Linked DNA regions of Arachis hypogaea: region 1 is linked to region 2. A link is a contact called in public Hi-C data. All regions are on one chromosome and are shown on one strand. Each heading gives the region's core, a stretch centred on a gene start, on an enhancer-like site or on the middle of the called end of the contact. The rest is flanking DNA. Distances are from core to core; before and after follow the strand shown.

Evidence for each region. A called contact is a pair of places that touch in the nucleus more often than the background predicts.
Region 1: a contact with region 2 is called in a Hi-C map of leaf, with 5 times the contacts expected there. The contact joins the promoter of LOC112743944 here to the promoter of LOC112743105 in region 2. A contact is called at or near these places in 3 of 8 Hi-C or Micro-C datasets (all in leaf).

What each region holds. Positions count from the first base shown.
Region 1 is chr14:123,795,424-123,798,498 of arahy.Tifrunner.gnm2.J5K5, forward strand. LOC112743944 reads left to right here and starts at 1,585. Exons shown (of 2, transcript XM_025793387.3): 1 at 1,585-1,725; 2 at 2,414-2,948. The coding sequence starts at 2,422. The coding sequence ends at 2,595. It overlaps TRNAV-AAC (transfer RNA valine (anticodon AAC)), which reads right to left and starts at 1,525; the gene lies at 1,452-1,525.
Region 2 is chr14:123,561,337-123,564,634 of arahy.Tifrunner.gnm2.J5K5, forward strand. LOC112743105 reads right to left here and starts at 1,488. Exons shown (of 13, transcript XM_029292257.2): 1 at 1,112-1,488; 2 at 365-537; 3 at 164-264; 4 at 1-54. The coding sequence starts at 1,348.

The DNA.
Region 1 (3,075 bases), core at 335-2,834, 230 kb after region 2:
CATCATTGCTTTGAAAATTTCTGAGTCTAGAATACTATTTTAAAGTTGTGCCTACATAGCAGGTTTGAACATAGAAGTAAAAATACTACATGCATTCAAAGAAAAAAAAAGCATTACTATCACACAAATGAAGAGAGCACTTTTTATTTAGAAAAGAAGAGAAAACTGAAAAAAAAAGCATTACTATCACACAAATGAAAAGAGCATTTTTTTATTTAGAAAAGAATAGAAAATTTTTGACATGTATAAAAGTATATTTTTCGAGTTTATTGAATGAAAAAAAAAATGTCAACAATTAATATTTTAATAAAAAAAATGCATTACACTTAAAAGAATGTCAAAATCTGGAAAGTCTCAGTAAAAATAATATACACCTTCCTCAAACTATTACTAACCCATCAAATATAAAGTTCTAAGAAAAATCATAAAAATAAAAGCACTTTTGTCCAATCAATAGATACTGAGAAACATATTAATACTCTATGGTAGTTGCAAAAACTTTACGGAGTAATAAGTTAAGCTTTAAGAAACCGTTTTGAAAATAAAGTAGAATTTTTTTTCAATAAAATTCACTTAAAGGAAGTCATAACACATTAACATATGAAAACAAAATAATTATTTTACAAAAGATCATACTACTTGTCTGATTTTCTCAATAAAATTTATACTTGCGCTTCTATTTCATATTTTTAATCGAAAAAATAGCAAAAAATCAATTAAAAAATAAATTTATCAACAAAGATAGTAACCATTACTACAAAATTGAAGTTTGAATGAAGGAAAGCTTTATAGCCGCAGTGGTTTGTTCATTTCATATCTGAATATCGGGTTCTTCACTTCTTTATACAGTCTTATGACGTACATCACAGCAAAAAATAGTTAATTCTAGGCCAGTTTGACTAAACTTCTTAAATAAGTTCTTTTGAAAAAAGGAGCTTAAAATATAAGAACTTTTATTAATAACAACTTTTAAATAAGTTATTTTGTGTTTGAAAAGTTATTATAAAAGTCTTTATTTTAAAGTTGTACATTAAATAGGAGTGATAAAATAGCTTTTAAAAATAAGAAAAGTCACATTTTTTAACTTCTTCAAAAGCTCTTAAATAACTTTTTAAAAAGTTAAAAATTTATCTAAAAAATTATATATACCAAACACTATTGATGTAACTTTTTATAAGTCAAAAGAAAAAAAAATAGCTTTTGGAGTTTTCCAATCAGACCCTTAATTGGTTATTTTTGGATTTTATTTTGTATATATAATAACTGTAAAAATTAAATTTATACATATAAGAAGGAGAAAGTAAAAAGAAAAATGTTTGACAAATAAAATTTTCAAAAATAACTCATGCAAGAGTTATTTAATATGGGTAATTACTAATGAACATGAGCAAAAATATAGTAACACATCATCATGCCTTCAGTGTGTGAAAAAGCAAAAAAAAAAAAGAAATTGGCGTCGCCCGGACTCGAACCGGAGACCTTCAGTGTGTTAGACTGACGTGATAACCAACTACACCACGACACCATTTGATGTTGTTTACAAATACTTATAAAATAGAAATAAATATTATAATGCATCCATGAATTGAATATATCAATGTGCCTCTGGCCTTTGGAACCCTGAAAAGTGAAAACGGAAATCCCCTAAAATATTAAAACAGCTCATTCTGCCGTCGCACATTGCAGTTGCGCCAACACCCCACGCCACTGCCTCTCACAATTAAGGTCTCTCTCTCCCTCCCTCTCTCGTTGGGTTTTAGTGTATCTGTAATTTTTGAAGCCATGATTTCTAAGCATATTTTATAGAGTATTTAGTGGGATTGACCGTTTGAAAATCATGCTTTTGTAATTTTCTCATTACGAAGATGTTTATATTGTCATCATAATAAACATATTAACCTTCTTTAATAATTTTAATTTATGAAAGAAAAATAAGCAGACAAAAAATAGAATAGAAGTTACCGTTTGCCTTTGTGTTTGATGGAAACAGAATCAAATTCATGATATTCCCCACAAAACACAGATTTGATGTGATATCTTGTGGAACTCATTATCTACTGTACATTGATTTCATAGGAAATTATTGTATTTAAAGGTATTATGTTGCTGCTGTATCAAATTTCCAAAGTGTGCTTCTTGAGTTAGGGTCTTTGAGGGAAATAAAGGATCTGAAGATAAAATAGACTTTACCAAATATATGCATTATTTCACCTTTCAATCATCTAATTACAATCATTTTTTTGGATTATCATTCACACGGTAGGTGTAAAAGATAGTTGTTTTTTATTAACGTGACGAGATATAATTAAATGCAAGTGTGAATCTGTTTTATATTTCATTAAAATCAAATTCTTATTTTTAATTGTTGAAGAGGAGGGAAAAAAACTGAAGTAAATGGTTTCGTTGTGTTTAGAGTAAGGAATGGGGGACAAGAAGAAGAAGGCTCAAATGTTTGTAAAACTAGTGTCTGCTGCTGGGACTGGATTTTTCTATGTGAAGAGGAAGCCAAGGCAGTTCACAGAGAAGCTCGAGTTTCGCAAGTACGATCCAAGGGTTAACCGCCATGTTCTCTTTACAGAGGCTAAGATGAAGTGATACACCACCTTTCAGTTTCATTTCGATGATCATGGCTCCATTCTTGTAGCTGGAACAATTTAGTACTGTTTTCTTTGATACAGTGAGTTTGAATCATGCCAATCTGTGTGTTTTACTTCTCTGCCTTGTGTACATTTTCCTTAACTTTTTGAAGGTCTAGATTTGGTATTATCTTCTAGTTTGATGTTTGAATATTGTTCAATGGTGATGGATTTATTCTCCCATTTTCTTTAAGAAGACAAACATGTAAAACCAGAGAATCTAGTGCTACTTCTATGCAGTTCTTGTGGATTTTGAACACAAATAGCACTGAGTATACTGTGCAAAGAAAATGAATGATTTGCTTACCGGAATAGTTAAATTTTCTTACTGAATTCGTTAATAACTGTAACGTTGTACTTAATAGTTAATACTTACCTATCAGCATATTCAAGTTAACTATGTCTGCTTTACATTTGTTTTAGGTTACTGTGGTACTTT
Region 2 (3,298 bases), core at 238-2,737:
CTGGCATGGGGGAGGACAAAAGCACCTCTCGATATACAAAAGAAAATGTAAGATCTGTATCAAAAGATACAAAATATTTTTTGAGGGAACCAAAAAACCTGAAATCCCATTTATTAAAGAAAAATGAAAATTCTGACTTCTGATAACTGGAAAGCATTCATACCGTGCTGAGGAGGAGCAGCAAACGATATAATATCACCATGGAAAACTTTGACAGCAGGACCATTCTTTTTTAACTTCTCCCAGTTAAGGTAAGTTCCATTTCTGCTGAACAACACTTTACAAAAATCAGAATATGACAAGGGAGAGAAATTTTTCCACAAGAAGGATAGAAATAGTCAAACTCTGAAAAAGAATCCACAACCTTGTATCTTTCAAGAAAATTGATGTTGTGTCCACCATATTTTCGTTTGTAACCGACATCCTGTATATTCTGCAATGATTTGCACTAATGTTGTTCGAATCAATCTGGAATCGCACATCATCCACCAATCGGCCGATGCAGTGCTCATTGGCAGTTAGTAAAATATTAATTCCCTGGTCAGAATCAACCATTCAACCAAATCAAATCAAATGAAGAGGAGTAACCAATAGTTACAGAAAAAGAACAATTAAATGAAGAAAAGGTGCCAAAACCATTGGTCACACAGCTGCGTTCAACTACCACTGAATGTAATTTCATAATAACTTTGTTGCAAATCCATACATATTTACAGCACAGTTCAATCTTGTTGACATATATTAAGAGTCTGTTTATTTGACCATATTTTGTAATTAAAAAAAGTTTTTTTTCTTAATTGCTTTGAAAAAATTCTCTTCCTTTGCAGACTGTTTGAACAATATATAAATGAATAAACAAACTGAAATATCTAAACGCAAACTAATGCCCAAATTATTGCATGCATGTAATCAGCACAAGTTCATAAGGTCATTACTGTATCCGGTAGGTCGTGGCTTATATCAGAGATCAAGCTGCAAGCTTGTCACTTTTCACTTTCAGAGGCAAAACGGTTCACTTCACTTGCATTTTTCAAATAAAAAAACGCAACTACAAAGAAAACTATGAATTAGAGCAACTGAGATTTTATCTGAGATGAGAGAAAGAACGAACCTGGAGCCTTTTGCGGGCATTGTTGGAGATAGCGGTGAGGACGCCCCAAACTTGAGGATCAGAGAAGTGAAGAGGTTGAGATGCAATGTTTGAAGCAACGGAAACAATGCGATCCCTTGCGGTGGGGCTCGACGCTTGCTTCTGCGGTGAGTTCTCGTTACCAGCAGGAGGAGGAAGAAGCTTCAAAGCTTTGGTGATAGGGGATTCCGATTTCTCGTTCTCCACCGCCATTGACATTACAGAGTGAGGGGTGTGACTGAGAATGAGAAAGGGAAAAGGAGGAAATTTGGCGGGGATTTTGAAACCCTAAATTGATTGATTTTTGGGAGGGAAATGTAGTTAAGTGATGAAAGTGGGGTTGGCGGGTGACTTACTGACTTCTCATGTTGACAATGATTGATTGCTTGTTTCGCTAGCTTGCCTTGCAAGCCTTCCATTTTATTTTATTAAAATATTTATCAATTGGAATTCAACTATTTATTATTTATTGTCAATGAATTACATCATTCCTGCATACTCATCTAAATGTTCAAATCTCTTTATCTTTAGTAAAAAAAAATTATTTATTTTTTATTATTTTATTTGTTAAATATGTTATATCAATTATATGTATAATAGTAATAAAATAAAAAAATTTATTTACACGTCATGATAAAGGTGTTCAAAAATCAGTTCAAATTTAAAACATATTTTGTCCGAATTAGATTTATCATTTTTATTCTATATTATTTTTAGACAGATCATGCTTTGGGTGATCCAACACAAAATTGTATTTTATAATTAAAAAATATATATATTAAAGTGAAATTAAAAATAAAATTATAAAATTATATGCACTAATTTTATATCAAATCAACTTGATTTGTTTTTAGGTCAATTTAGAGACCAGAATTAAACGAGAATATATAACTCAAAAACGTAAGACAACATTTTGTTTATTTACATCAAGTTTTTGGGAGGCTCATTCAAGACTTACTCGAACTATTAGTCAACAGAAAATCAAAGCGTTGGTTTCAGCTAATACCTAATAGGGATAGAGATAGAAAAAAAAAAAAGAAGAGGGTTTCGCGATTTGTGGATCCATCAAATAAATGCAATAATTGGTAAGAATAAAAAAAATAATAGGTATAATAATTTATTGAGTAAAAAATTTTAAATAGACAATAAAATATTAGAATTGAGTCTAAATTTAAATTAACATGACCCATATATACCTCTTATCTTATAGTTTAAATTATTTTTTTTCCTCTGCTATGTTTATATACCATTTTGTTTTTTTTTTTTTGTTTACATGTTAAATTTTTTTTTTTCAAATGAATAGATCAAATTCAAACATAAAAAATTTATTTATAGAATATAAAAGAATATTTTTGTTTATGTCAAGTCTAAAAAAATAAGTATAGTCTACAAAAAAAGAGAAAGATCTAAAAGATCCTTTTAAAATTGTTTAATTTGTGTGGTAAGTGGATCTGATTCGATTTTGACAACGAAAAAGGACTCTTAATTACACTAATGTGTATATCTATAATCTCGCTCCTTATTTGGAATGTGGGATAACAACTCTTCCAAATCAATAGGGAGTAATTACTCACCACTTTAGATGGAGGAATTATATAAAGGTAGTTAATCTATCATCCTAACGGTATAAAAATACCTCATCATATATAGGTATTTTGAAAATTTTAATTAAAATATTTGTCTAAAATTTTTACTAACTTAAATATCAGAATTCTTTGTACGTACCACTTTCATTTTCATTTAAAGAATTTAGACGACTTTACTTTGATGAGAAAGACGTCAAAATCTTCATTAAAAAAAGTTTAAACCTCACATCCAAATCCAAATCATCAGTTTCAAATAATCTTTGAAACAGTTTCTAATAAAATAATTATAAACACAAAAGATTAGTTATTACCAATTAAACTATAACTTTTCAAAAATATTTTATGAACACAAAAGGTTCAATTATTAAAATTTATATATTTATATATGTTATTTAATTTTTTAATAAAATAATTATATTTATTATAATGGAATAACTAATTTGTTTTATAGATTTATCTACCAAGATTGAATTGATGTATTTTTTATTGATATTTTTATATATTTATTATTGAGTAATGTTCATGTTTAGAGTCTCTTTTTTATTCCTATATACTTTAAGTATTAGTATAAGACCCAATAAAA